7 separate regions of the Mus musculus genome follow, and regions 1, 2, 4, 5, 6 and 7 are each linked to region 3. The links are chromatin contacts, called in public Hi-C, HiChIP or PLAC-seq and promoter capture Hi-C maps. All regions are on one chromosome and are shown on one strand. Each heading gives the region's core, a stretch centred on a gene start, on an enhancer-like site or on the middle of the called end of the contact. The rest is flanking DNA. Distances are from core to core; before and after follow the strand shown. Region 1 holds the start of Nedd8 (neural precursor cell expressed, developmentally down-regulated gene 8). Region 2 holds the start of Dcaf11 (DDB1 and CUL4 associated factor 11). Region 3 holds the start of Efs (embryonal Fyn-associated substrate). Region 4 holds the start of Carmil3 (capping protein regulator and myosin 1 linker 3). Region 5 holds the start of Rnf31 (ring finger protein 31). Region 6 holds the start of Abhd4 (abhydrolase domain containing 4). Region 7 holds the start of Nfatc4 (nuclear factor of activated T cells, cytoplasmic, calcineurin dependent 4).

Region 1 (3,042 bases), core at 489-2,988, 750 kb after region 3:
TGGGGCTAAAGAGATGCCTCAGTGGTTAAGAGCACTCTTTCCAAGGAGCTGGATTTGGATCCCAGAACTCACATGGTGGCTCACAACTACCTGTAATTCCAGTTCCAGGGAATCTAGTGGCCTCCTTGGGCACCACCAGGCACACAGGTGCCAAGACATATAAGCACGGACAGCACCCATACACACACATATACTAAAGATGCGATTTAAAAAAAAAGAATAGGCAGGTGCTGCAGAACAGAAGTTAGACAATATTAAGACGATGTCTGCCTGTAATCCTAGCCTCTGGCGGTTCACATGCAGCAGGCTGTGAGACTGTGGATGGGGGGCTGGGGGTGGGCTGCTTGTCTTAGCAATTAGAGGGCTAACACAGGTGGATCTCCACAAGCTTGAGAGCAGCCTAGGCTACAGAGGCTGGTTCAAAATCCCAAGTAATCCTCCACCTCCACCACCACCGCCATCATAGATCCACTGAACAGGGAGGGACTATCATTCTTATGATCCATTAAGTCTGAGCCTACCCAAAACACAGTGTTGTATATATTAAAAACAAAGAATAAAATGGTGTTTAAAACTCAAAGACCTGCTGGGCAGTGGTGGCGCACGCCTTTAATCCCAGCACTTGGGATGCAGAGGCAGGCGGATTTCTGAGTCCGAGGCCAGCCTGGTCTACAGAGTGAGTTTCTGGACATCCAGGGCTGCACTGAAAAACCCTGTCTCCAAAAACAAAACAAAACAAACAAAAAGAGTCAAAGACCTATTGCTAATTCATAGATTACCCATGTCTGAAAAACAGTAATCATCAACTTGCCCTCTGACTTCAATCTTTAATTAAAGTTTTTTTTGGAAGGAATGTAGAAAAAAAGGCTAATAGTTGACGTGTCCAGTAACTGAAGATAGACTGAACACAGCAATGAAAAGGTCAGATTAATGCCAGGCCTCCTCATTATTATCATTTTTGTGTCTCTGTCTAAATGTACAGCAGAATGGCCTGATGGGTTTAAAACTGAACATCTACGGGAGTTGAAGACAGAGTACCAAGAACCAACGCATCGATAAGTAGCCTAAATTAGCCAAAGAAATGAGGCTAGTTCTTAATGTCCAGTTCCGACAGAAGGTGCCTAGTACCACTCCGAGCTTAGCTACTGTAAGACGGGTGAGACACTAACCTTGGCTCGTAGTCTAGCTACTGAAAGGCCCTCACTTTCATCAGACTCTAATCAGTGCTGTGCTCTGGAGGGAGCCTGTGTTAGGGCCTGAGAGAAGTATACAATCTAGGCATGAAGAACAGGGGACAAAGCTTTCCCAAAAAATTCTGGAGTGAGGAGCCAAGCTGCTGCCAGGCCTTCTCTATGACTGCAAGGGCTTGAATACAGTGAGACCAGGACAAACGCTGCCTCCTTCTGGGTCTGAATACAGACTGGCAAGAAAGTAGGACAGGCTTCCTTGTAAGACCCGAAGTCTTCAGGCTGGATCGGCCTCCAGAGCTCAAAGCCTCCCGGGGTCCCCCTAGTTCCCATCAAGCCTCGCGCAGGGCCCCGAGGGTGTCAGCCCTCCAAGTTCAGGAAAGGCATGGTTTTCCTTCCCGCCTCTCCCTTAAGGCGCAGCGGCCAACCCTGCACCGAGTCTTGGAAAGTCTGGAAACGCTCCCACCTTCACTTTAATTAGCATCTTCTTCCCAGGTTGGGGTTGCAGGCGGCTAGAGTGCTGCTTCTCCCGCTGTGGTCGCTGCTGCCGCTGCCGCTTCCCAGCACTCCACGGCAAGGAACACTTCTGCTTCCGGGTCACTCTCTGGACCCACCCTCTCCTCTTTCCACCGGGTTCCCGAAACGCTCAGGAGTGCCCTCGTGTTCTGTGTCAGTGGGGTTGTAAAGAGAAAGGCAAGTCGGCTAGGAACAGCCAGACGGCGCCCTGAGACCCCGCGCGTGGCCACCGAACTGGTGTTAGCGGCGAGCTGGAACGGAACAAACTACTTGTCCCATCATGCCTGGAGGCAGCTCTGTCCTTTGCATCCTAGGAGTTGTAGTTCTTCTGCCGCTCGCACTCAACGGCAGCTTGAGTGTGTGGACTCTGTTACCCAGAAGGCCTTGCACAGCGCCCGAAGCTAGAATTCCTTGGGTAGTCGAGTTTGCAATTAGCGGAACTCGTTCGAGTGGCCCTGAAGGCTCATCGAGGCTGCACGCGGCTAGTTGCTAAGCAAAAGAATCTTTGGTCAACTGCCACCTGAGTCAAAGCAACAGGAAGTGAGTACCGCTATGCCGGAAGCTGGTTAAAATCTCTTTTCTCATCCCTAAGTTAGCTTCTTACTCTAAGTTGCCCTTTGCAGGGGCGAAAAAAGGGAGAGTAACTAGGTAAGGAAGCACCTTCAGGAACCATAATCTCTTCCCAATTCTCCCTAAAAATCATACCTGGGATTGAAGCATTAGGATAATCCAGACACTGGATGGTCCCAGGGAGACTTGAAGAACCACACCCTGATCTGACTTTACACAGTTTAAGCGTGAGAGGCGAACTTTGTTACTTCCCAGTCTTACAGCCTCATTTTTTTTTAAATCTAACTCCAGCTTTGCATCATGCCTCATATTGATAATGATGTGAAACTTGACTTCAAGGATGTCCTGTTGAGGCCCAAACGCAGCACTCTTAAGTCTCGAAGTGAGGTGAGCCAGTTGTCTTCCTTGGTTTTTATTTATTTATTTATTTTTACCTCAAGCTTCTAATGGACCAGGTCCAAGAAAGCTGTCAGGTTCGAGAACGATACATATTTTCTGAATGAATGAAATCTTAATGTCCTCTTAATGTCTGCAGGTAGAGCTCACAAGATCATTTTCGTTCCGGAACTCAAAGCAGATGTACAGTGGCATCCCTGTCATTGCTGCCAATATGGATACCGTGGGCACTTTTGAAATGGCTAGGGTTCTCTGTAAGGTGAGATTAACCTTATGCCCCCTACCAGATCTTCTCCCAGCTAGCGGCTACAGAGGAATTGCATCTGTATTCCCAGTCTCTGGCAATTAACAGAATGTTGTGTTTACTATTTTT
Region 2 (2,923 bases), core at 29-2,528, 630 kb after region 3:
CATTACAGATGGTTGTGAGCCTCCATGTGGTTGCTGGGATTTGAACTCAGGACCTTCAGCAGAGCAGTCGGTGCTCTTAACCACTGAGCCATCTCTCCAGCCCTCGGTTATTTTTATTTTATGAAGAACTGCAGCAACATTGGGTTTTTGTTGTTGTTTGGTGTGTATGTGTGTGTGTGTGTGTGTGTTCAATGTATACACTGAACCCAGTATATACAGAATGCCAAGCAAGCACTCTCCCATAGAGACATATTCCTAACCCACTAAAAAATTCATTTCAGTGGCTACCAGGTATTTTTATAACTGTACAAAACTGACCATAATTTATTTAACCAACCTCTTATTGTATATTTGGATTTCTTTTATTTCCAGTATCCCACTATTATCAGTGATTGTTAAGCAGAACATACATTTTTATGTAGGTCCAAGTTTGATTACAGATAGCAGTATCACTAGGTCACAGTTTAGGGCTATGAGGGCTGGCTAGGACTGGTTAAAAAGATAAAGCATCTCTCAGATTAGACATTCTGAAAGGGTGTACCAGTAGAAATAAGGCACTTCTAGGCACATTTGATTGGCAGACAAAATTTTCGAATGAAGTAAAAAGACAATCAGGTTGGGAAGTCTGTATTTGAAGTAATAAAAAAACGAAAAAACAGTCAGCTCTTAAGAACGAAATACTTTTAAGAGTAGACTTGAGCAGATCAAGGAGTGGAAGAAGTCTGAAATGTGGAAAAACAGCCACTGTGAAAATAACCTCAAGTAATCAGTTAAAAAATATCTACAGAACTTGTAAGAACTAGAAGAGTAATAAGGAAGGAAAAATACTAAAATTATTACAGACTTTCCAGGCCAAATAACCCAAATACCTAGGAATCCTGAAAGTTCCGTGTATGTTTGAAATACCTGTCCACATAATTAATGGAGACCAGCCAAAGAACAAAATGCTGGGCGCTTGTTTACAGTTAAGAATTTTAAGGCAGTGACAACCTGCGTGGATCGGGAGAAAATGTTGGGGTCTCCGGCCTAGAGACCAGGAAACCTGACACAGAACCTGTCACATGCTCGCCCCGGGAGCTGAGGTGTCCTCGCGATGGCCCACCTCTGGGCCAAGGCCGACATCGCCCGCCTCTCTGGCCTAGGAAACCATCCCAGACAAGGTAGGGTTGGCCTTGGACTCACCCTAGTTACTCATAAACCAACGGGAGGTGGCGAGCGACAGAAGCCTAGGGACGGTCGGCAAAGCCCAGACCCAAGGGGCGCGTGCGCACTAAGGCAACCGGAAAGGCTCCGGGGACGGCCGCGGCACTTAGGGAGCGTATGCAAAGACCAAGAAAGGAAGCCAGGGGTCGTCAGACAAGACCCCCGCTGGTAAGCGTGTACACAGCAGGGTGGAGAGGCCCAGGTCCCACCAGTGAGGACTGCTTTCGACAGGCCGCTAGCGCTACAGCCAGGGGAAAACGGTTGAACTGGGGTTGCTGGGAGCTGAGGGAATAGGAGCGATTGGGCACGCAGTAAAAAACAAACAAACAAACAAACCACTCGAGGCCAAGCGACCTTAAGGGACCACCTCGCAGACTTGATGTCTAGTTCCGCTACGTCTAATGCAGGTCGCAGCCAATTCCAGTCCGCTACGACTAAACGCCCCTCTTGGGTTGAGCAAGTTCCCCAGCCCACCTATCAATCACAGGTCTCAGCTATCCAATCAGAGGGCCGAGGGGGAGGGACTGCTTGGAGCGTCGAGTGACGTCAGCAGGCCTGGCCGCCAGAAGCGTGACGGACGAGGCTCGCGACTGAGGAGCTGTTAGCCGGCGCCGCAGCGATAGTCGCTGTAAACAGGGCCTCGCCCCTGCGGGTCCTGCGACAGCTCCTGGCTGGTGGGTGGTCTCGCGTGGGGCGGTAACCGCCAGACGCCGGGGGGAGGTGCTTCTCCATTTTCCCTCCCCCTGTTGTACACACCCCCGGCGCACCACGTGGGCGTGAAGCTAAACTGGAGGGGGTGTTAGGCTGACTTCTAACCTCATTGGCTGTTGATGCTGCCGGCCCGTGCAAGAAATTGCTCTGATTGGTCAGTAGAGGGAGGCGTGGGGGGGGTCTGAGTTCTAACGCCTCTGGTTGGTTGTGTGAGATAAGCTAGTGAAATGCGTTCTTCCGCAAGGGGTTTTGATTGGTCAGTCGGAGAGGTTATCTGGGATTCAGCCATCCCGGGCCGGGGACTTTGATAGGTGAGTTTGGTTAGGAAAATGGGAAATTCCTCTTCGTGGACTCTGATTAGTACGGTAGGGTTGCACCCTAGGTTTCATATGGCTTTCTTTGCTTCACAGGATTGAGAAAGGTTTATGTTCCCGATACCCTGGGAGCTGTCATAGCTAAAGAGAAGGAAATCTCAGTCTCCTGGAGGGGTCACCCCTCTAAAGATAGCTTCTGCCCCGTTTCTGGAAACCCTGGTATTTCTACAGCAGGCTTTGCTTTCACCAAACCCAAGTTGGAGACAGGAGCAGCCCCTGCGCAAGACATAAGGATGCTGTAACCAGAAGATGGGATCACGGAACAGCAGCAGCGCCGGATCCGGGTCCTTAGAACCCTCTGAGGGCTTGTCCCGAAGAGGGACTGGCCTGCGTCGTAGTGAGGAAGAGGAAGAAGAGGATGAAGATGTGGATCTGGCCCAGGTACTGGCCTATCTCCTCCGCAGGTAACTTACCCTCTGCTGTGACACTAAGTGTCACAATGTCTTGACCTCAACTTCAGGCAGGAAAAGTGCAGAGGATAGGGAATGGCATTGTCCCAGGACAATGGTTGTGTTTGAACAGAACGACCTTTCCCTGCTGGATGTCCATACACTCTGCGTGGCTCCCTACCCAAAATGGTTCTTACAACTCTCATAGTTGAGGAGCTCCTAAGGGAAGCCTTTTCAGCTGTGACA
Region 3 (2,942 bases), core at 335-2,834:
CCTCATCCCCCAACTATCCACAACCACTATAAAGAAAGAGAATAGGGAGAGAGGAGGAGGGGCCAACCCAGAACCAGAAGGCACAGGGGATGAGGACTGAGAGGGAGGGAGAAAGGAACAAAAGAGGACAGGCTTCTGGGAGAGATCACTGAGTGGATAGAAATAAACAGGACAGTGCCATAGAGCAGGTTGGAGGTGTCTGCCTGGCAAACCTCCTTTCCCTGGTGAACTCACCGACGTGGCAATGGCCATGGCTCTGGCCTCCAGCGTCGCCTGCTTCAGGCCAGGCTCTGTTTCGCTGACTTCAGCGATGGCTGCCCCACACCATGGTTCCCGGCCTCCAAGTCAGAAGGTCACCCCAAGCTGTAGCGCTTGAGGAGATAGATGCCTCCCCCCAAAGTTGGAGGAAGAGAAAGAAAACCCACAAAACTTTCCAAATAGGAGGCAGCTTGGCCAAGCAGGAGGAGGAGTAAGGCGGGCCTGGGCGTCGCTGCGGGACCTCATCCAAGGGGCGCGCTCTAAATTGTCCCCCAGGGTCTCTCGGGGCTCCAGGCCCCCACAGCTGCCGCCTTAAGTCGCAGAGGCCTCCTGGACTCACATGGGCTCACAGCTCACTTCCCAGGCTAAGAGACAGGAGCTGTGGCTGCTTTCGACGCCTCTCCAAGCAGCTCAGGCTAGCCCCGAGGGCTGGGAGAAGCCGCCTGAGTGGTTGGGCTGGACGAGCGACTCTTGGGGCCAACCCTCCCCCAGCGGCGCAGAGCGGTGCTCCCAGGGCTGTCTGTGGTCGTGGCAGCCGGGCCACTGCGGCGGGACCCGCGGGGAAGGAGGAGGAGCGACAACTGAGCTGCGTGTCGCCAAACTCGCTCAAGTCAGCGCAAAGGCCGGCGCCAAAAGGCCTAAGAGCGCGTGGCGGTGGAGCTGGGCTGTCTGCCCAGGCCCGCGCCGAGGCGAGCTCTCCCGGCCACACTCCTTCTCAACACAGCCGGGTCTTGGAGGTGGCCGCCAGGCACCTCTCAGTCTCAGCGCTCAAGGGCGCGCACCACCCTTTGCCCCAGGCACCCCTCTGGCCCCAGTCCCCGCTCACACACCCTGGACCGGGCCCTCGGCGCGTCCCAAAGCTTAGGGAAGCTCCAGGTGTCTTGGGAAATGAAGAAAAAGGCACCGAGCAAAAGGGAACAGAGAAGGGGAGGAGCAGTGCTGTGGGCTCGCCTAGGGTCGAGGTGGGGACACTGAGGGTTAGAAAAGGTCCGGGGTCGCGCGCGGCCCCCGATCACCCCTTGCACTCCGCGCCCCTTCCCTCCCTTGCCCGGGCTCCCGCTCCCCCTCGGCAAGCTCTCCCTCCCCTCCCCGCAGGCCCATTCCTCTCGCGAGGGGCTCGGGCCAGGGGATTAAGAGAAGGGGGAGGAAGGGGGAAGGGGAAGCTGTAGGGAAAGGGGACGATCCTTTCCGAGGCGGTGTTGAGTTTCAGCTCCAGACCCTCGGGCCAAACTGCGCGCCCCAGCCCGGCCACTCTCCCCCGCACCTTCCTCCTCGGGACCGCGCAGCAGACCGCGGGGTGGTCTGGTCCGCGCGCTCCGGGGAGCTCGGCTCTGCCCGACACGCCCCCGCTCTCCCCCGCCAGCCCCACGCCTCTCCCTGCCTCCCTTTCATTAGCCCCACATCTGTCTTTCCCGAGGGAGGGGACGCGCTGCTTCCGCCGCGCGCTAGGGTCCCGGCGGTTTGAGCACGCTGACTTTGCAGGGGCTCAAACCGGCTGCGGGGGTGAGCCGGGGAGGTCCAGAGGGCCACAGGCTTGGAGTCTGGTGCTGAACAAAGATTCTGGCCCTTGGGAGAGAACAAGAAGCTTTAGCGGCTGGCACCAGATCCCAGGCTGGCCGGTTGCACCGCCTTTTAGCCTCCTTTGCCAGTCCGGGCCTGTTTCTTGTCTTTGGTTTGGCCCTCGCTGCTACTGGAGCAGCTGGAGTAGAGATCGTAGGCAGAAGATGACAAAACTCTTTCTGAGGGGCTGGAATCGGGAGTTTCAGCCAAACCCCAGCTCCTTGCCTCCTTTCCCCTTCCTGCGGCCTCCCTTCAGTCGCCCTCTTCTCTAGCCTTTACTTCGAGGAGATATACATCAGAGCTTCTCAGGGTTGGGAGAGATCTGTCTTCTTCAAAAGAAAAGAATTTGGGGCGGGGTGGGGGGAGTGTGTCCTGGTAAGCAAGCTGCTAAATAGAGGTGCAAAGCTGTAATGTTTCCCCAGTGTTTACGTTTAACAAATGAGCACTTTAAGCACAAACAGACAACGAGCTTAGTCGTAACCTCTTTACAAGAGAACAGATAAAATCTTACTTAAGGACCTTTGTGAACTGGAGGCTTTGAGACCACTGTTGCTCCACCACACCACAGTGTTCCACAAGCTTAAGCACAGCATTTTCCCAGAACCACCCGAGGGGACAATGTTTACTGCCTGGTTACCTAGAACCCTCTGCCGAGGGAGAGGGAGAGTTGGCACCTAAGGGTGGCTCAGTGAAAGTTTCAGGATGAACGCGGGATGAATGGTGCTGGCCCTGGTCAGTGATGCTGGAGGGCAGACTTCATGCCCTGGCTGGAAACCTTCAACAGACTCAGGCTCCATTAGAACGAAAAGGAATTTTCGGGGAAGCTAAGCAGAAGGATGTGAAAGGTCCAGGCAGGGCTGCAGTTTGAGAGATGGGTGGGGACCTCAGAGCTTGAGGAATGACTTTAGGTAGGGGCAGCTTCTGTCTTGGGAGTGAATCCTGGCTTGTTAGCTCTGATACCTTGGTCTAGTCATAGCCATCCGGCAGTTTTAATTCCTCCCGTGTAACAGTTGCTTTGGCAAGGAGAACACAGATGGAAAATGCCCCTTCTTCCTCTAACAACACTTTCACGAAAACCAGATGTTCTCAGCTGAAGGAATGGGAACCTTTGCTGCAGTCTTGGT
Region 4 (3,161 bases), core at 152-2,651, 560 kb after region 3:
GGAAAGCAGCTGGCCAATGCTCCTAACTGCTGAGCCTTCTCACCAGCTCCCACCTGATAATTCTTAAGCAAATTTCATGTCCTGTGAACCAGATGAGAGAGGCTAGCTAACCTATTTGACAATTGCTTTCTCCTTGTCTCCTGTTTCCCAGGCTAGGCAAGCCAGAGGATTGTGCTGGCATAGTTTCCTTCTTATGCTCTGAAGACGCCAGTTACATCAATGGAGAGACCGTAGTAGTGGGGGGAGGAACCCCTTCTCGCCTCTGAGGACCCAGAAACAGCCTACCAGGGCAGGTGTGTGGGGCGGGCTCAGTCCACCTTGCCTCTGTCGCCCTTCGTTGCCACCACCTAACATCTTGTTCACCTCACAAAATCAGTTCTGCCCAGTGATAAGTTCCTGCTTTCCCTGTGGTCGAAGTGTGGTCAGATGAGCATCCTTGCTGTTGCTATGGCCTTGAAAACGGCTTTGGGGAGGGGGCGGGAAGCTGGGGGATAGGTAGTGGGAAAAGGGCTTGCTGAGAAGACTGTGGCTACTTTAGTGAAGATCAAATCCCTCTCATCCTCGCCTCTGGACACTTTGAGGAGAGATAGAAGGGACAGACCTGAACAGAGATAGAAATTAACAATTTACGTATAAGGTACAAATAAAATGAAGATGATCGCGTTGCTCTGAATCAGTGCGTGTTTATTTCTCAATGTGAGGTGCTTAGTGTATCTGAGAAGTCTAAGCAGTGCTGGATCTCTGAATTCTCCCTAGCCCTCCTCCCTATCTCCAAGGCCTGAGCTTGCCGCTCAAGGGTGGTTACGTCTGCCTGCCACGGAGCTGCTTGCCAGCTGTTGGGGGAGGTAGCTCGGGAACTCCCAGGTGCTACTCTTAGCCTCACACCCCCAGGGACGGTGCCAAGGACGCCACGGGGATCCCCGAGACTAGACTAGCGAGCAAAAAAAAAAAAAAAAAAAAAAAAAAAAAGAAGAAGAAGAAGAAGAACTAACTCCCTCCCGCACGTTCGGACAGGTCTTTTTGCAGCATCGTCCTTGATTCAGAGTTCCCTCCAGGGTCAGCAAGGACGAGCTGGACCGTTCCTGAGCTGGAAGGAGTGGGAGGGCGGGGCCATACAAGAATGACCCGGGGAGGGGTACCGAAGCACATAAACAAAGAAATTGAAGAATTCTGCTTCGGGTGGCCGAGGCGTGGGTGGCACGCCAGTAGAAACGCTGCACCCCGCCCCTGAGATAGCTCGGACACCAGGCGCCGCGCTCCGGGCTTCTCACGAGGTAGTCCGCGGGAGGGGTCGTCGCGAGCGCGCGCGGGGTCTCACGCGGCTCGGAAGCTCAGCGCGCATGCTCCATTGGCCAACTCTCCGGGAGGGGCGGGAGACCCAGAGCTCAGTAGCCGGGGGGGAGGAGCGCTCGCGCAGCCGCCCCTGACGGGAGCGGGCTCCGCCGCTACTGCAGCGCTCAGCGCCGGGCCCTGCCGGAGCCGGGACTAGCATGTGCGGCGCCTCTCGGGAGGCGGCGGCGGCGGCGGCTCCTCTGCAGCAGCAGCGGCGGCGGCGGCAGCAGCAGCGGCGGCCGCCATGGCCAAGGCCAGCGTGGAGCTCACCCGCGAGCTGCAAGGTACGAGGTTGCCTTCATCTCCGGACACCGGGTCCGCGAGCATCGAGACCCAGTGCTTTCCTGCGGTACACCCCAGCCCGGCGCCTCCCGCCCCCTCACGCATCCCTCGCTCTTAGGCAGTCCCTTCCTCTGAATCTCTAGACCCAGCTTTGCTTTCCGTGGAGCATCCTTCTCTGCCCCACTCGCCTCACCCTATCAGAACCTTCCTGTCCCGGAGCCGCCCGTCCCGCTCTTTGGTGACAGGAGCAGTTCCCTGGCGCTCTTGGGGGCTGATTCTCAGCGTTCTTGACCCACCCCTCTGCAAAGCATCCAGTCTTCCCTCCGGAGAGTCCCAGCTTTCTCCCACCCTCGCCGGGCGGGGCCAGGCGTTGGGAGCTGCCCCTGGTCCTGACTGCTGCTTATCTCAACACCCTCCCTCCTCCCGGCCCCGCCCCGGAACTGGCCCTAGAGAGGCCCCTAGCGCCTAGGCCAGTGGGGCATAGGAGGGGAGTCCAGGCAGAGGCCCCGACTGAAGCTAAAACCAAAAGCTAGGTTTCTGCGGCTCATTTCCAACAGCCCCCGTCCCAGCCTGCCCCCTTCTCCTCACCCACCATCCACACACATCTCAAGAGCTCTCTGGACCAGTGATTCCCAGATGTTTTTCCTCTAATTACACCCCCCCCCAGACCCTCCAGCCCTGCCACAACCCTGATCCTCAAAGGTAGGAGCACAGGCTAGCCCATGCAGAAAGCAGGACGCTCAAGGATACTCAGAGCTCTATTGCACTCTGGAGATCTCTGACACCTACACATGCACAGTCACGAGATGTTTGTACACACACCTTACAGAAACTGCACACATCTATGCACACCACACCACACCACACACACACACACACACACACACACACACACACACACACACACCACACACACATAATACTTGGATGGGTCTGTCAGAAAACGGATATGGGCTCACTGGAACATTAAACCCTTCTCTCACCCCACCCTCCTCACAAGAACTGTCTGGCACCGGTCCCCTTTCATATGCAAGCCAGCACTCATTCACACTTTCCTATCCCCACAAATGCCATACTCGGTTCCCTGCCATCATCAGAAGACAGGCATGCAGCCATAATAAAAAACAGATTCTCATACCCCAGAGCACCTAGGGTACAGTCAAGGAACATTCCTATCCTGGACTCCCAAACCCCTACAGAGAGGGGGGAGAGGGAGGGAGAGAGAGAGAGAGAGAGAGAGAGAGAGAGAGAGAGAGAGAGACTCACTGCATATGTGTTGATGGTTACTATAGTGCACGGGTGGGTGGGAAAATCCTTCACACCTTCAGAAGTGTAAGACACGTGTTCCCACAGACAGTGCCACTCAGCAACTGTCCCCTGACTCAGGGACACCAGGAGCCAGAGTTTTCTCCCTACTTTCCTCCCATAACAAAGTCACCAAAAAAAGGACCATCTCTGCTCCATACATACCTCCCTGTCTAGTACGTACGTGTCTCTGTTTCTCTCCTCTCATCTGTCTCTCTCTCTGGAGAGCGGAGTCAGGGTGG
Region 5 (2,906 bases), core at 229-2,728, 660 kb after region 3:
TCCCTTTGGGCGACATCTTTACCTTTCCATTCAAGGGGAGTGGCAAAAGCAGTTAAGAGTTCTAAGATTGATCAGATTACAAGTAGAAACAAATCATTGCAGTTCACCTTGAGTAAGCATGAAGGTTCGGAGACACCAAAATTAAGGTGAACTGGTGGGTTACTCAGAGCTTGTGGCCCTAGAGTTCTGCACTAAGACTCTGGGTTACATCGACTGAATTCAGAGACTTACCTCCTGGAAAAGATTTTGTCTGAAGACATCCACCTGCACAGACAGAAGTAGCCGGATGCTGGTTAGGGTTTAGTTTGTATAGAATAAGGGCCCACTCCCAACCTAGGTGCCTTCCAACTCTAGCCCAAACCTGTCCCACAAAGCTAGTTTCCCCCTGGAGGAGCCTGCTCAGTGCACAGATTGGCTCGAGGACACGGCACTGGCAATCCCTGAGCAGAAGTGAAAGAAAGCCCTAAAGAAAGAGAGGCCGGTGGAGTTCGCTCGCAAGGCCCCATTGGTGCCCAGGAGCACCGAGCTTTATCTCCGTTAGGACTTCTCACTCCTTCCTGGCTTCGGTTCCCATTTACCTGTTTTCGGGCTTCTCCACTCAAGCGGACCCCACAAGGCTTGGCCATGCTTCCCCCCACTTGGCAGCTCTCGAGCCTGGGCTAGCAGCCCCAGCTTTCGCTTTCACTCTCCAGGCCCAGACCCACCCCCCTCAGCCACGCCCCCTCCCTTTTTTCTCCTCCTCCTGGCCGGCCACCAACCGTGAGTAGTACCCCCTCAGCCATTCCCAGCTAGTTGCCACTAGGAAGGGCGGTGTTGGCTTCATCATCAGGGGCTGTCCAAGGGAGGAGCTAGGAAAGCGTGGGACGGCGGAGACTCAAATAGAGGCGGCCTCTCGAGAAGGGCGGAGCTTATAGTATGGACCGTCCAGGGGAAGTACTGGACTGAGAGAGGGTGGGACAATAGGAAAGGGGGTACCCAGAGGTGGGGTTCCATGACGCTAGACTGAGGAGGGGACCAAGTAGGATCCGAGAGAGTAGGAAGGATAAGAAGGAGGAAAGCCTGGCAAGATGGAAGGGAGCAGGACGAGCGGGACTGCCTTCCCTTCAGGACAGACTAGAGAAGGGAGGAGCCCGCCTGAGCCGGGCTAAGGGCAGCCAGAGCCGGTCCCCGATAAGGTGGGACTTCCCCGCCGGGGAATGGAACAGAACCAACACTATGGAAATAAAGATAGCAAAGCTCTGGGCAAAATTAACCCCTCGCATGGGAGGTGGGTCCCTCCGGAAGGGGCGGGATAGTTTAAGGGAAGGCGAAGAAGAGAGCCTGATTCGGAAGGAAAAGGTTCCGTAGCATTATGGGAGGAGCCCGGGCCGCGGCTTCTTCATTGGCGGCGACCTGGCCACCCTTCCTGATCTCAGCTTTACCGTCACTCCGAACCCTCCTTTTCCTCTAAAGTGGCCCACAGTCCCGCCCTCTCTGCCAGGACTTCCTGTTCCCGGTAACCCTGGCCGTGGATGGGGCTGAGCGGGGCGGTGGCTTAAGTGACCCGGGCTGCTGTGGCGCCGCGCGCACCTGCGCCAGCCCCTGGAGGGCAGAGAAGCTGAGCCTGTCTCCAGTCTCAGGATGCCGGGAGACGAGGAGCGAGGCTTCCTGGCGGCCCGCGAGGAGCTGGCGAGCGCCCTGAGGTGGGATTCTGCGCAGGTTTTTCCCCTGGAGCAGCTCATGCCGCTTCTGGCCACCTCTCTGCCACCAGCCGCCCGCTACCTGCAGCTGGACGCCGGACGCTTGGTCCGCTGCAACGCTCATGGGGAGGTGAGGTCAAGCCCGCCCGGCGCTCCATGGAAGGGGACCTAGGCTCAGAGGCCAGGTGGGCTAGGCTCACGACTCTGCTTTTCTGAATGCTCCCAGCCTCGAAACTACCTCAACACCCTATCCACGGCCCTGAACATCCTGGAAAAATATGGTCGCAACCTCCTCAGCCCGCAGCGGCCCCGGTATTGGCGCTCAGTGAAGTTTAATAACCCCGTCTTTCGCAGCACGGTGGATGCTGTGCAGGTGAAACTCTTGGACCTTATCGGAGAAGGGGACTAGACCTGTGCTTAGGGTTGACCAGAAAGGCTTGAGGGTGTGCTGAGTGGGGGACCAGCTCTATTGCCTAGGAGGTCTGTTAGATGGTGACCGGGTCCTGAATGTGTGCCAGGGTGGCCGGGATGTACTACGGTTGTATGGCTATACTGAGGAGCGCCCAGATGGATTGAGTTTCCCCGAAGGGCAGGAGGAACCAGATGAATACCAGGTTGCTGTTGTCACACTAGAAGTACTGCTGCTTCGCACCGAGCTCAGTTTGCTGTTGCAGGTGAGATGACCTTCTGATTCTAAGGATTTTAAGTACTTGACTGGGAGCCCCAAGGCACGTTGAGACACCCCCACCCCCGTGCAGGGAAATTCTGTTGCTGCAGCAGCCAGCCTGGAAGCTTCTGTTACACTTTCTCCCTCTGGAATGTTAGGAGATCAGGGCTTACAGGGAGAACGTTGTTCAAGGTGGGAATTCTTTTCATCATCTTGTTTGCAGAATACTCATCCCAGACAGAATGCACTGGACCAGCTGCTAAGAGAGAGCGTTGAAGATGGTGTAAGGAAGGCAGGAAGGGTGTTGTTCATGGAACACGGGGGGGGGGGGGGGGGGCTGAGTTTATGGGATTCTGTGCCCCCAGCACTTTGCCCACGCTCCGCTTGCTTTCTCAGATGCTGCAGCTTTCAGAGTTTCACCCCCTTCTGAGGGAGATTGTTCCTGGCCCCCGCCCCTCTGCCCAAGGTATTGTATGCTTCTTTACGGGAGAAAAATATTAGACTGAGTTGGTGCAAATGTAGGATTTTCTTTCCTCTTGTATTTGTTGTTTTTTTAAGAT
Region 6 (2,927 bases), core at 161-2,660, 670 kb before region 3:
CAACTTTAAACCCTTATAATGATCAGTTTAACATTGTGTTTCTGGAAAGAATAAATCTCAGGTTCTCTTCGGTCTTTCAAGAAGACCAAAGAAAAATACTGTAGGACTAGGAACATAGCTCCACTGCTAAAGTGCCTAGCTAGCAAGCAGAAAGCCCTGGGTTCGATCCACAATCCTGAATCAACAAGCCTGGCAGAATACCCTATAATCCCAGCACTCCAGAGATAGAAACAGGAGACTCGGAAGCACAGATCATCCTCAGATACACATCCAATGTGAGGCCAACCCAGGACACATACACCTTGACGTGTGTGTGTGTGTGTGTGTGTGTGTGTGTGTGTGTGTGTAAGAGAGAGAGAGAGAGAGAGAGAGAGAGTCCTCAGTAGATTCTTTCCCCTTAAGTATGATTAAACTACTGCAGTGGATAATCAGAAAGGGAGCGGCTCCAGGGATGCCACACCCCCTTTGCCATTTCAAGTGAATTCTGAAGCCAGCTTCAAGATGTGTCCCGCCTCTCTGCCGAGCCAGCCTGAAATGTGCTCAAAACTTCTGGGTTAAGTCACTTCACATCCCACATCCTTAATCTTATATCCACATACCTAATCACGCCCAGCCTTATGCGTTAGGCCTTTAACTGGCCCTCCTCTGGGAGGTCCACCGAATGGAAGGAAGCAGGATACTGCTACTTTTTCCTTGGAAAGTAGGTTGAGGCAAGACATCCCCAGAACAGAGAAATGCTTATGCTGACAGGTGTCACCCCTCATCTTAGAGCTGTGAATACAGGATGCCCCAAATACTACAGGGAGCCTACTTAGCTTTAAACTTTGCTGTCTAAAATTTAACTAGGCAGCATGCTTTTTGTATTTCTGGAACCGGGAAATCTTGGGTTACAATATCCGAGGCCCTTTTATAGGAAGCACCCTTATGACTCCACGGACATCTAAACCATTTCCATAGGACTACCAAGGCAGATGAAGCGTCTGTGACCTGAGATACAGAGGGAAGCTTGAGAACGTGAGCAAGAGGCAAAGCAGTTCCTTCACTCTTTAATTGAAGGAGGTGTGGAGGCGGGGCTGGTGGCATTCCAGTGAGGAACTTTGAGTTTTAAACTACCTGTCTTCCTGTCTCCCTCACTGTCCCCCAAAGGGATGTGATCCGGATTAAGGAGCCTACTTTTGTGGGACCGTAGTGTTCAGCCTGGACGCAGGCCAGAGGGAGCAAACAGAAGGAAGCACCCAACTGATTGCTGTCCATGTGCTGAGTCGGTTGGTCTGCCAACTTTGCCCGCTAGAACCCCGCTAGCGACCCAGGCCCCGCCTCCGGCCCCGCCCCCTTTGTTATCCGATACTTCCCTGGGTCAGCTGGTTCTGGCGTCGAGCGGAGGGATGGGCTGGCTCAGCTCGACCCGGCAGGGCTTGTTTACTATGGCTGATGATCTGGAGCAGCAGTGAGTTACTCCTGTCCGTTTCTCTTTCTGTCTCTATCTGTCCGGGCCAGGATCCGGGGACTGTCTGTAGTTGCGGACAGCTTCAGACTCCCCGCCTTTCCTTTCAGGTTGGCTTCCAGGGAGGGATGGGTTGCGCTCAGGAGCCCCGGGAGCGCTGAGAGATGAGAAGGCTGCGGAGCTGGGAGAGTGTTGAGGGTTAAGCTTGCGTTCAGCCTGGGGACTCTGACTTTCCACTAGTCTTCGCGATCGCCCCTCTGGTAGCCCAGTTAGATTAGTGGTAAAGCACGAGGAATAAGCTAGCTCTTCCCGATGCGGACGTGGTGCTTGTGGAGACTTGCCCGGAACTAAAGTCGTGGGTGTGAAAAGCCCTTGAAGGACAAGGCATGGGTAGGAGAAGTCTCCACTGCGATGGAATTAGTGTGGAACTGGCTTGCAAATTCCTTTAGCCCTTGGCCGCCTTTACGTTCTGCTTGCAATCCTAGTTGATAGTGTTCTTAATCATAAACACATGCTTACTGCCGTGGTTTCAGAAGTAGGTTTGTTAGATTGGGATGTGGTTACTGCTCGCCCAAGGCCATCAAGTTTGAGATGCCACCTGTGTGATGGTGGTCTAACAGGATCGGGAAAAAGTTGCTTAGAGGAGAATGACTCAGCTCCAAGGGTTTCACAGGAACAGGGCCTTCCCTTGACCTAATATTTGTCCTTTTGGATCTGCAGAACAACGAAATAACTTTGTATCAATAGTAAACAATCGTGTAAGGGACCTAAAAGAACTGCCCAAGAAGAGTATTGCTTTCTAAGAGGAAATTTATGGTGCCTACAGTGACTTGCGGGAAACGGCACTAGAGCCAAAGAAGACTCAGGTCATTCAGCTCCGTTTTACAAATAAAGCAACAGATGCGGATGCCCATAGAAATTCAGAGACTTGCTCAATGTTAAGAGGCTGCTTGCCTCACTCTCCCACCTCAGCTCTCACCTCCCTAATAGCACTGACACACAGTGTGACAGGCACTGTTGCCTTTTCTCTTTCTGGATTGTTTGTACAGAAGAAAGGCCAAGCTGTGCCCATAGCTCCCTGTCCCCCAACCCCCACCCCTTCCAGGCCTGTGTGGACTGCTGCCAGTGTTGCTGTCTCATAGGGAAGCATTTCTCTTGAGCTCTGCTGTCCAGAGTTAGAGATGTGTGGGGTTCGTTCAGGTGTCATGGTCTGACTTGTTATAGCCTACAATGCAAAGAGGAAGTCTCTCTTTTGAGACTGGCCAAGATCTGTGGTCTAGGTATTGGTGCTTCATCCAGCGAGTTCCCATGATACTCAGGGTGCCCATTGTGTATGCTATGAGTAGCTGGGATGGTTCCGCCAAGGATGCCATCATCTTCTCCTGCTCAAACCCACAAGCCCTTGCTGCAACCATCCTCTTACCTTCACCTAGGCAGAGTTCACAAAAAGAGAGAAAGCATGCAAGACAGGAAAGGTAGAACA
Region 7 (3,115 bases), core at 415-2,914, 900 kb after region 3:
TGAGCGGGGGGTATGAGGGAGCAGGGCCCCGGCCGAGTTTCCGGGTCTGTTCTCCTTGGATTCCCACCTCTGCCCACCCTTCTCTTAGGTGCAGGGTGGTAGATGTTCTCGAGGTGTTCCTCGCGCCCCCTAACCGTGAGTTCCTCCAGTTCGGAGGTGAAGCAAGACGGGAATGTAACCTGAGAAGAACCCAAGGGGAGAGAGGGGGGCGGGGAGGGGGGAATCAAACCAGGCCCTCTCCCGGCTCGGCCTCGGAACATTCTTCTCTCCCGCCCGCCAAGCTTCTCCTCCCTGCCCCTCCCGCCTCGCGGCCCTGGGCTTGCAGCCGGGGCAGCGCCGCACGTCACTGGGGTCCCCGGGGGCTGGGGGGGTCCCCAGGACTGGCTCGAGGGAGGACTGAGGGGAGGGAGGGGCGCCGCCTCCGCCGCCAAGGAGCTGAGGCCCGCCAGGCCAGCCCCCCTTCCCTCTGCCCCGCAGAGCCTGTTTCTCATTAGAGTAATGGGCGCGGTCCCCGCCCGGCTCCCGAGTGTTTGTAAACGTCTGACCAGAGGGCCGGCGCTTAACCCTTTAGGTGCTGGACTGGGGTTTGCTGTTGGGGGACGCGGGTCGGAGCCTGAGAGATTTAGAGACTGGAGATTTGCCAGGTTTATTAGGGAAGTTTGGAGCATGTGGTAAGCATGCAAGGAGAATGGTGACTGCTCCCCTGTCTTGCAGCGCCTCCAGTCCGAATCAAGAATCTCCCGTTCTATTCTTTCTCTTCCAAATGGGACCTCTTTATGCTCGCCCTTCCTAGAAACTCCTGACCGGGTCTTCCTTCCCTGCCCAGGTGACAGGTGTCCAGCCGGTGGGCCTAAGTTTTTAGCTTCTGGCCTTTTCTAAACCCGGCCAGGAATTTAGGATGGCCGGGAGCAGAACGTCTTGGGATCAGCGAGCCCAGAGATCTGCAGCTTTTGGGACGAAGGAGCCGACTATCTCCTCCAAGGCTAATTAATGGCCTATCTAGGTGGCTGGGACAAGGGTATCAGCAAAGCCTGGCCTGGATCTACGCCCAGCGGGCTATGGGCCTTCAAAGGCTTCCTGGGGTTCGAAAGTTCTGAGAGGCTTCTGGGACAGCTAGAAGTTCTTCATCTTAAGGGAATGGTGGGGGGTGGCTTGTGGAGGTGGTGGCTAAGAACTGCAAAGGCTCCTTGGAGGTCCAGGTAGAGTGGTCTCAGCGAGGGTGGAGGAATGGCCTCCTCTACAGAGCAGCTCAGAGCCTCTCTCAATCCCAGATCTCTCTTCAACTCAAGATTTGGATGGAAAGGACAGTGAGGTGCCCTTTCTTGGGAGATTTTGGCTATCCTGCTCTTCAGAATGTACCGTGGGCCTGCTACAATGGGGGACGGGTGACAAAAATATGGCCTCTTTAAGGCGAGGGGACCCGGACCTCCCCACCCCCTACGCTGGGACTAAATAGGCTGAGGTTTGGGCTTTCGGTGGGAAATGATTGTCACAACTGTGGGCCAATAGGTACCATTAGGGTTCTATAACGTTTGAAGGGACCATTTTCCAATTCAGTTTTTTCTCCCTCTTTGGAGGGGGTGGGACTGGAGAGATGACCGGGGGCGGGGGGGGGGGGAACTAGGGGCGCGTGGTTTTCCCATCTCATCCATGGAGGAGGGGCCGGTGCATCCCGGGTAACCAATCAGAGACAGGCTGGGGGGGGGCCGCTTTGAAGAAGTTTGGGAGAAAAAAGTTTGGAAAAGTTTCTATAATAACGAGGGGGCGTCCGGAGGGAGGCGGCAGCGACAGAAGAGGGGGCGTCTCAGAGAAAGGGAGGGAGGGAGCTACCCTCGCGTGAAGCTACAGCAGCGTCCAGAGCTTCCCCCTCCCACCCAGGCGGGACCTGGGGGCTCCGGCCGGATCCATGGGGGCCGCAAGCTGCGAGGATGAGGAGCTGGAATTTAAGCTGGTGTTCGGAGAGGAAAAGGAGCCCCCCCCGCTGGGCCCTGGGGGTCCTGGGGAAGGTTAGTGCGGGGCTGGGTAGGGGTCTTTTGGCCAGTGACCGAAGGGCCAGGAAATCTCCAGTTTGGGAGCCTGGGGTGTGTGAGAGGGTGAGGTGGGTCAGAGGATGAAGGGAGCTGAGGGACTACCAAGGCTGTGGAAGTGAGGCTGGGGGCCACGGCATCATTTTTTTTTCCTTTTTAGGTCCTAACTGGGGTGGGAGTGGGGGTGTTGTTGGCTATGCGCCGCCTGCCGGCTAGGCCGACTGTCTCTGGGATGGGGTGCGGAAGGGAACCTTGGCCCCCAAGAGCCGGAGGTGCCGGCTTGGGAAGGGGAGGTTTGGCCCTGGAGTTAAAGGCTTTAGGACCTAGGCCTGGTTCTGCAGACGCGACGCCTGGGGCTGGGGGCTCCCTCGGGCAGCGCAGGGACACCCCTCCCCCTCCCCCTGTCTGGCCGCAATGAGAGGCAGATGGCGGGGAACGAGTCGGGGGCGGCGGCCGCCGCTTGCACGGAATCCGCGCTGCCCGCTACCCCCTCTCCCCCCCCCCCCCGTTGGCTGGGCCCCGCACGCATCACCCTTCGACTGCACCCCCGCCCCCTTTGGGGGGGGCGAGGGAGGAGTCACCTCCCCTCGTCACCACAGACATGCCCCCATCCCTCCCACCCCCAGGCCACAGTTGCGATGGTAACTGGGGTTTCTGCCAGCACCATTTGGGGGTTTGGGAACCGTCGCTAATTGGGTTCATGTGTGAGTCGCCCCCAGCCCAGCCCAGAGCCTGGGCAAGCACACCTCCAGGCCTGGCTCTAGAATTCCCCAAACCACCCCAGCCCACCTGCCCAGGACCAGAGTGTTAGAGTATGAGGTCCTGGCATGCCTGTATCTCTTTTCTGTCTTGTGATGTTCAACTTTGCTTTTGTCCGGAGACTAGGGGAACCTCTCCTAGCTAAGCATATCAGGCTTCAGGGGCTGACCATCCGAGAAACGTAGACATTTCACCAGCTTCTCTCTCTCTCTCTCCCTCTACTTCCCTTCCATTTTGACAGAGCTGGACTCAGAGGATACCCCTCCATGCTGTCGTTTGGCCCTGGGGGAACCCCTTCCTTATGGTGCTGCCCCTATTGGGATTCCCCG

Evidence for each region. Promoter capture Hi-C pulls out the DNA fragments that hold promoters and counts their contacts. Hi-C and Micro-C count contacts between places; a contact is called where the count stands out from the background. HiChIP or PLAC-seq counts read pairs in DNA pulled down with a chosen protein or histone mark.
Region 1: a contact with region 3 is called in a promoter capture Hi-C map of stem cell-derived epiblast-like cells, with 2.7 times the contacts expected there. The contact joins the promoter of Nedd8 here to the promoter of Efs in region 3. A contact is called at or near these places in 6 of 39 promoter capture datasets (cranial neural crest, embryonic stem cells, hippocampal neurons and 3 more) and 2 of 115 datasets of contacts at active chromatin or transcription factors (embryonic hindbrain and embryonic stem cells).
Region 2: a promoter capture Hi-C map of embryonic stem cells shows a contact between it and region 3, with 2.4 times the contacts expected there. The contact joins the promoter of Dcaf11 here to the promoter of Efs in region 3. A contact is called at or near these places in 6 of 39 promoter capture datasets (cranial neural crest, embryonic stem cells, hippocampal neurons and 1 more) and 2 of 115 datasets of contacts at active chromatin or transcription factors (embryonic limb bud and embryonic stem cells).
Region 4: a promoter capture Hi-C map of liver shows a contact between it and region 3, with 2.3 times the contacts expected there. The contact joins the promoter of Carmil3 here to the promoter of Efs in region 3. A contact is called at or near these places in 9 of 39 promoter capture datasets (cranial neural crest, embryonic stem cells, hematopoietic stem and progenitor cells and 4 more), 1 of 484 Hi-C or Micro-C datasets (embryonic stem cells), 3 of 115 datasets of contacts at active chromatin or transcription factors (SST interneurons, astrocytes and epiblast stem cells) and 2 of 9 other capture datasets (adipose tissue and macrophages).
Region 5: a contact with region 3 is called in an H3K27ac HiChIP or PLAC-seq map of embryonic stem cells, with 2.9 times the contacts expected there. The contact joins the promoter of Rnf31 here to the promoter of Efs in region 3. A contact is called at or near these places in 6 of 39 promoter capture datasets (cranial neural crest, embryonic stem cells, hippocampal neurons and 2 more), 1 of 484 Hi-C or Micro-C datasets (embryonic stem cells) and 5 of 115 datasets of contacts at active chromatin or transcription factors (embryonic forebrain, embryonic hindbrain, embryonic stem cells and 2 more).
Region 6: a promoter capture Hi-C map of pre-B cells shows a contact between it and region 3, with 2.7 times the contacts expected there. The contact joins the promoter of Abhd4 here to the promoter of Efs in region 3. A contact is called at or near these places in 5 of 39 promoter capture datasets (the HPC-7 cell line, cranial neural crest, frontonasal cranial neural crest and 2 more).
Region 7: a Hi-C map of uterus shows a contact between it and region 3, with 3 times the contacts expected there. The contact joins the promoter of Nfatc4 here to the promoter of Efs in region 3. A contact is called at or near these places in 4 of 39 promoter capture datasets (the C10 cell line, cranial neural crest, neural stem cells and 1 more) and 1 of 484 Hi-C or Micro-C datasets (uterus).

Annotation. Positions count from the first base shown.
Region 1 is chr14:55,670,142-55,673,183 of GRCm38.p6, forward strand. It overlaps Nedd8 (neural precursor cell expressed, developmentally down-regulated gene 8), which reads right to left and starts at 1,739. Exons shown (of 4, transcript NM_008683.4): 1 at 1,654-1,739. The coding sequence starts at 1,671. Gmpr2 (guanosine monophosphate reductase 2) reads left to right here and starts at 2,094. Exons shown (of 10, transcript NM_177992.2): 1 at 2,094-2,243; 2 at 2,565-2,660; 3 at 2,809-2,928. The coding sequence starts at 2,574.
Region 2 is chr14:55,558,751-55,561,673 of GRCm38.p6, forward strand. Dcaf11 (DDB1 and CUL4 associated factor 11) reads left to right here and starts at 1,279. Exons shown (of 15, transcript NM_133734.3): 1 at 1,279-1,371; 2 at 2,460-2,692. The coding sequence starts at 2,538.
Region 3 is chr14:54,925,204-54,928,145 of GRCm38.p6, forward strand. Efs (embryonal Fyn-associated substrate) reads right to left here and starts at 1,585. Exons shown (of 6, transcript NM_010112.4): 1 at 235-1,585. The coding sequence starts at 252.
Region 4 is chr14:55,489,668-55,492,828 of GRCm38.p6, forward strand. Carmil3 (capping protein regulator and myosin 1 linker 3) reads left to right here and starts at 1,402. Exons shown (of 40, transcript NM_001374104.1): 1 at 1,402-1,616. The coding sequence starts at 1,577. It overlaps Dhrs4 (dehydrogenase/reductase (SDR family) member 4), which reads left to right. Exons shown (of 8, transcript NM_001037938.2): 8 at 152-673. The coding sequence ends at 266.
Region 5 is chr14:55,590,264-55,593,169 of GRCm38.p6, forward strand. It overlaps Rnf31 (ring finger protein 31), which reads left to right and starts at 1,479. Exons shown (of 21, transcript NM_194346.3): 1 at 1,479-1,809; 2 at 1,906-2,052; 3 at 2,198-2,353; 4 at 2,570-2,629; 5 at 2,743-2,812. The coding sequence starts at 1,621. Psme2 (proteasome (prosome, macropain) activator subunit 2 (PA28 beta)) reads right to left here and starts at 758. Exons shown (of 11, transcript NM_011190.3): 1 at 579-758; 2 at 232-264. The coding sequence starts at 626.
Region 6 is chr14:54,257,873-54,260,799 of GRCm38.p6, forward strand. Abhd4 (abhydrolase domain containing 4) reads left to right here and starts at 1,411. Exons shown (of 7, transcript NM_134076.3): 1 at 1,411-1,447. The coding sequence starts at 1,425.
Region 7 is chr14:55,823,131-55,826,245 of GRCm38.p6, forward strand. Nfatc4 (nuclear factor of activated T cells, cytoplasmic, calcineurin dependent 4) reads left to right here and starts at 1,665. Exons shown (of 10, transcript NM_023699.3): 1 at 1,665-2,006; 2 at 3,028-3,115. The coding sequence starts at 1,907. It overlaps Gm41159 (a long non-coding RNA gene), which reads right to left and starts at 459. Exons shown (of 3, transcript XR_874646.3): 1 at 68-459.